2 separate regions of the Mus musculus genome follow, and region 1 is linked to region 2. A link is a contact called in public ChIA-PET data. All regions are on one chromosome and are shown on one strand. Each heading gives the region's core, a stretch centred on a gene start, on an enhancer-like site or on the middle of the called end of the contact. The rest is flanking DNA. Distances are from core to core; before and after follow the strand shown.

Region 1 (3,157 bases), core at 405-2,904, 510 kb after region 2:
TTTCTGGAAACCAGCCAAGTAAAATGATATGTTCTCAGACCAACCTGGAGATCCGAGTCAGAAGTGAGGCCATCTTTGCCACAGTGCTCATGCATGGTTTACAGGTTCCCTGTTTAGCTGACTCCCTTGGAAGAGTCTGTATAATACCAGATCAAGCCTCCTTAGGTCTTACTCTAAAGACTGTCTCTAAACAGAGCAAAAGAGGAGACAGGCATCTTGAAGCTGAGAAGTGGGAGGGAGAACAGAGATAAGAGAAAAAAATAGGAGTTGAAATCTGTGATGGGCAACCACAGACCTCATGCCTAGGGGATTAAAACACTCTATAGTGATTATCCCCAAATGGATTGCATTGTGTCTTTTCATTGTGATGGTGCTAAAATGGTCACCAGGAAGTCAGAAAGTCAACTTCAGGTTTTCACCAGCATTTGTGTGTACCATGGGAACCCCTCACATGACCTGCATATGTTAGCTAAATGCCCCAAACCAATGGTAGATGCCTGGCATTGAAGAGCTCTGGAGATGCCTTCCTCCTGAAGAGCCACAGTGGCTTTTCAGAAGGCCTCTCTGGGTTTTACAGTCAGAGCCTCTGAAATTCTCAGGGCCCCAGGAGTGATCTTTACAGTCGTTATCTGTGTGTTCCAGGTAGCTGATGCTCTCTTGTTTAAAATTCTCCAGTGAGATTCCAGATTTGTCAGGGTGAACTTCAAAGTCCCTGTGTCCTTTGGTTACTGTGAGCCTTTGCAGGCCTCAGCCCCCTCTCTACGTGAAATATTTTCTTTCTGGCATTTTCAAGGATGGACCCCTTCTCATGTGTGTACGTGTGCATGTGTTTTCATGTGAGTGAGTTGTGTCCTTTATCAAGTGTCCTCTAATTCCTGACCCCTGACTGTTTTGGGACAGGGTCTCTCACAGCCTGCCAAGTAGACTAGGATGGCCGACCAGTGACCTCCAGTGGTCAGCCTACTTGCCTCCCCTTCCGGAGTCTGGAGTTTTAAGTGCTTACTCTTCCCATTCTGAAACTTGTGATGGACACCAAGCTTTCGTCAAACTCAGAGTTTCTCCTGCCTCTGCCTGACAAATGCAGGCACTAAAAGCGTACACCACTCTATTTTGCTGTTTGCCCTGCTCTAACTCCCTTTATTTTATATTCTCTCTGCTTTAACAATCGATGTCTCATCCCACTTTCTCACCATGTTCCTGTTCCATCCTGTTATTCCTCCCCTCCCCTTGCCGCCATCAAGACACTGTTGGTAAGATGCTGCTTCCTGTGAGACCTGCCCTGGAAGTGAGCTGGGCTATCCCTGTTCTCATCGAAGCTTAGGCTTGCTCTGTTGCTGCTCTGGATTCTCTGGGCATTTTCTCACTTAGTTTTCTTTTGCCTCTCCCTGGTGACTTTGACTTGCATGTGCAGTCTGTGATCTAAACACAGGGCACAACTGGTGACAGAAAAAAAAGATAAACAAATAAATGTGAGATAAAGAAATAAAAGGAAACTAGGCGTACTGACATTCTAATAAAGAGGTCTCTGTACTATCTATCATGCAGAGGCCCAAAATGCTGTCATAACCTTTTGCCTCCTCAGGCTGTGTAGGAACCATGCTAACCTCAGCCTCGGCAATGTGACAGATCTTCCTGGAATAACCAGAATCAGGGGGGCTGGGTGTCTCTTGCCCACACCCAGTGCTGTGTTCGCTTTCTGTGTTTCCTGTCTGCCCACTCACGTTTGATTTGGTCTCTTTCTCATCAGTGAGGCTATTTTCTTTCACAACATATGCTTATTTTTTATTTTGCCCATCCTTTTGAAATGCTCATGTCTCTCTGACATTTGTCAAAATGGTTTAATGTTTTTTATTTTATAAATTCACGTCTTTAGAGACCTGCCCTTGCAATTTAGGGATACAACCACCAGGTGGCAGGATGGCTTTCAAACTACCAGGCTCAGCCTATTGGCTGAATTCTGTAGGAAGTAGGTGTCTACCCAACTTAAGAATGGCAGCCCCTGCAGGGCACTTCTAGGGTGAGAAGCTCAGGGAGGGAAGACAGCCATTTAGTTATGAAAATGGAGGGGAAAAAAGTCGTCTGTGCAAATGCCTGGGGTCAGCAATTTAGGAGCACTGATTACCATCCATGGCGGTCCTTCTCCTCAAGAGTTAAGTCATCTGACAAGGTGTCCTTCAACCATGTTGGACACTGCCTTGATCTCACTCAGTAGGGATGCTCCATCTCTCAAATAGCCCTTTCTAAGCAACCTTTAGCACTGCCATGTCACTGATGTCTGTCCGGGTGGGTCTTAGAGCTATTCCCTCTTATTTGCCCCCTCCTCCAAGAAATCTGTCAGAAGAAATCAAAGGAAAAATTTTAAAAAAGGCCATGGTGGCTGTGTTCCATGCAATGTTTTGTTCTGTTTCCACCAGAAGGGAAAGATTCGAAATGTCCCACCACCTGGGTCCACTTGGTTTGCCTGAAGTTAATTCACTCACCAGCTGTCAGGGCTGCTTCTGTCCTTGGGTGAGATTTGGCTTGCTCACCCACTCTTCTGAGCTGCAACTGGGCCTGGCCTCATTAGAAGCCATGTGGCCTCCATAGCTGGCACCATTACTGTCCCTGGAGTCAACCCGGATTACATCAGCCTCCTCTGATGGCCCAGAGCAGATTTCACACTTTTTTTCCTCTTTCCAATTTGTGCTGTTTGGTTGCTGCCTTTGCATCCTGGGGAGTCGCTGTGTGGTATGCAGTCAGAGGGGCTGCCATGATTCTCAGTCTTGCTCTTACAGCTCAGCCCCACTTCTCCAACTCAGTGCCCCCGGGGGACTCCAGGTGGGGGTGAGCTTACAAACACTATCCACTTTAAATTTTTTTCTGAGTAACTCAGGTTGGTACTGTAGATGGTGAGGTTTTTGGCAGACTTATACTCCCCATCCTTTCTAACAGATGCATGGGAGAATCCCAAGAGTGCACACGGGAGCATATCTTTGTTCAAAAGGCTGGGCAGCCTTCTATTGACTTGACCCACACCAGGTGGGGGATACACATAGAGGCTTTCTCATGGAGTTAATGAAGCTGAACAAGAATTTACTCGGGTCTTCTATCACATTGCTGGGTACCATTTAGATGGATTGTGGGTGATGAAAATGAGCTTGAGTTATGCATGAGAAAC
Region 2 (3,297 bases), core at 100-2,599:
GCACTTTGTGTCCAGTGTCAAATAATTGATTCAAATAATTTTCTCACTTAGAGACCATTTGCAGAAAAGAAAGCCGTTTCTCCAACGGAAATTACGTCTTAGACATTTTGCCAGGGCTTCAGCTGTTCAAAATGGCACTATTAGAAAAAAGCCCACTGTAAATTATGTGACTGCAACATCTAACGCTTATTAAAGTCACGCTTTACTAGGCAAAGCAATTTTTGGCTCTTGCAAACGTGGGCTATTTGTTTTGTGTGACTGCACGGTCCCTGCCCTTGTGTGGCACTCCCCAAAGAAGTGGTGCAGTAAGACAGATGGAGTAAAACTGAACCACAAGTGAATACTTGAGAGATTCTGATTTCTAGATATTATGTTACATTTCTCATGCCTGTCTGGAGGGAGGAGGGAGGGGAGGATCATCTCTAGAGGCTGGGAGGAGTTCAGACAGGTGCATAACTCCACTTTGTCACTGTCTTCTGTTCGGGTCTGTGCCTCAGTTTCCTTATCTGCATCTTGTCAGAAGGGCAAGGGAACAATGCACTATTGTTTGTCTTTGAATGAGTGCCTGACATACAGACAACATGCAATGTCAGATCTTATGAACCCTGTCATTTTCCTTAGCAAGACTTTCCAGACTCAGGTTGGGTCCCACTCAGAGAAACCCTCAGAAGGACAGATTTCATGTCATCCAGGGCTTCCAGAGCCATCGCTGGCCTTGAGAGCCTGGTGTAGTGTTTGCAAAGGTAAGTGCCCAACAGGCAATGATTTATAGATTGGAGCTCCCTGCTCCAAAGCCCACTCAGAGAAGTTTTGGGATGCCCCAAATGACATGCCTTCTAACCACATATGAGAAATGGGGTCTCAACAGAAGTGCATGAATTTTTGATCATTCTATAAAAAATCCTCCCAGATTTTGATACAAACCTTGCATGTCCACTGTCAGCTCAATGTTATGATGCTCATAATGACATATTTTGATAGTGGCACCTGTCACCCCTCTGACGGCCTACATGGAGTAACTGGTGAAGCTGATTGTGGAAAACCTGATTCATTCTCCACTTCCAGGACTCATTCTACATGCCATGGACCCTTGGAGGAAGTGCTGCTTCAAGTGGAAGAGTGTGGCCCTGTCTGCTTTGTCATTGATGACCTCTGACCCCCATGCCCAAGGCCCATCTTTCAAAGAACATGCCAATATGTCTCATACCAGGCACCTGGGAAGAGTAAATAAATATAGGACCCATAAGGAGACCTGGTTATGGCGGCAGCCAAATTGAGAATTACACAAACCCTAGGCCCAAGCTCTGTTCTTTGAGAGGATGCGGTGGCTTCCTGGAAGCTACATTTTACCAAGGTTGTTAACAAGTCTACCTCAGAACACGTGCAGGTTTCATTTGGAGTCAGAGCAGGAGGAGAGCCTTTCTTCTACAACCAGGAGCCATGGCTGAACACTCAAAGTATGAAGTACGCCCATACTTTCAACGGAGTTCTAGAAATTGAGGTTGAATACCGTCCACAAACCCAATCCCACCTGCTACCTACCACACCCATCCTCAGGCTCTATGCGAAGGAGCCTGGGGAGAGGAGAAGACACAGTGGTGCTGGACTCTTCTTCCCATGATAGAAAGTGGCCTTTTTTTTCTTCAAGTCCCATTGTGGGCTATGAGAGAAAGAGAGGGTTTCCTTTATCCAGCTTTACATGGGCTGTGAACCCTTTGAGGAAGTATGGCTTCAAGTGGAAGAGGTTGGCCCAGTCTGCTTTGTTACTTCTGACCCATGGGATCTGAAGTCATAGGACATAGAGGAGTATCTAGGGATCTTGTGTCTCCATATTGAGGGCTATGGAGATTGTTGAGTACAGTGGGGCAGTGTTCAGGAACCCCAGGCTTAGAAGCACACAAGCTGACTCAGAGCAGCCTGAAGTATGAGCTGTGGTCAGAATCCCTGTTTGTTGCACGCTTTACTTCTCTTTGTAGCCACACCGGCTCTCGGCTACTCTTCCATCTACATCCACTGTTTGACCCTGACTTTGGTCTAATATGCTAATATGTCACCACCTTATATGTGTATTTCTGAGACATTTTTCTTAGAGAGGTCCTTCCCAACCCTACCCTCATTTCCCTAGTTGGCACCTTCGTGGTGGTTTCTGCCTGGCACAGTTAAGTAGTTATCAGTTCTCTGGGTCTCTCCTGCTCCTGACACCAGTGAATAAGATCAAGAGGAGAAGGCCTCTGCTTTGATCAACACCGTTCCCACCACTAAACAGAGGCTACAGGGGGCTGTGAGTGTTCACAGGTGCCGCTCAGTGGGGGGAGCTTGTAAAAACCAGGCTGGACCTAAGGGACTCAGAGATACACCCCAGGTCTATGTGGGGAGTTATGGCAGAGAGTTCTCCCCAGAGAGGTTTCTTTCATCTTTTTCATCTGTTCTCTGGCCTTTGAGCTATGACTAATGCCTTGGGCGAAGTGATGGGAGTTGGGAAGAGGCAGCTGAGATACTGTCAGGAAGATGTCCCTATAGGACTGAGGATGGCAGAGGGTGTCTCTCCATTCGAATCTGCAGCATCTGACCAGTGACACTTGCGCCTCAGCCAAAGTCCCCACTGTCTAAACTGACAGTACCCTACCTGGAAGTTTTGGCAGCAGATGTATAAACTGACATGACTTCTCCAAGGTGTGGTTAAGGGAAAGTTTTTATTGTAGCTATGACTGAGAGGACTGCCAGAGGCACCTGGAAGAGTCCAGAAGAGGGAGAGAGAGTAGTAGCCTGAACATGGCCAGAAGAGGAAGTGGGGTGGGGGGAAACTGAAAGAGGGAGGCAAAGAGAGGACCAAGAGCATGCATAGACAAAATAGTGGAGCTTTTAAGGAGAAATGAGAGGCTTGGGGAGGGGAGCCCCTGAGCTGGAGAAGTTTAGGTAGGGAAGGGCTGAAAAGAGCTAGATGCTTATGATACTGAGGGAGCCCAGAGGCCAGCATCTACTTTGGTAGGCTAATAGGCACCAGAGATAGCAATTTGTCCCTTCTGCCAGTCATAAGGCTTCTTTGGTAGAGGGGAACCAGCATTAGAAGTTCCTGAGAAACACTGGCTTTTGTCTAATGTCCAGAACTGGGGAAAATGGAGTTTGCTTTGGACTTGATACCTTCCTCATCTCTTTAAAGACATAGGGCTGCTTTTCTCAGCTGGTTATTATAGTCTTAATGTGAGCTCCTCCCCTGCCCTAGTCCCGTGGCCACTGAGAGTCTCCTCTCTAAGCTCTTCAGTAGCCTCTTAGGGTGTGCCTATCTTTCCTGCAAGG

The links. ChIA-PET counts read pairs in DNA pulled down with a chosen protein or histone mark.
Region 1: a contact with region 2 is called in an RNA polymerase II ChIA-PET map of memory CD8 T cells, with 7 read pairs. The contact joins two enhancer-like sites.

Annotation. Positions count from the first base shown.
Region 1 is chr12:25,862,662-25,865,818 of GRCm38.p6, forward strand. No RefSeq gene overlaps it. Among named protein-coding and RNA genes, the nearest start is that of Gm29835, 110 kb to the right of the region's middle. Within about 2 kb of position 1,655, at least 27 of the 459 cell types and tissues checked have an H3K27ac peak or open chromatin away from gene starts, as enhancers often do. A contact at or near this core is called in memory CD8 T cells, where this site is marked.
Region 2 is chr12:25,349,557-25,352,853 of GRCm38.p6, forward strand. No RefSeq gene overlaps it. Among named protein-coding and RNA genes, the nearest start is that of Gm36723, 4.7 kb to the right of the region's middle. Within about 2 kb of position 1,350, at least 10 of the 459 cell types and tissues checked have an H3K27ac peak or open chromatin away from gene starts, as enhancers often do. A contact at or near this core is called in memory CD8 T cells, where this site is marked.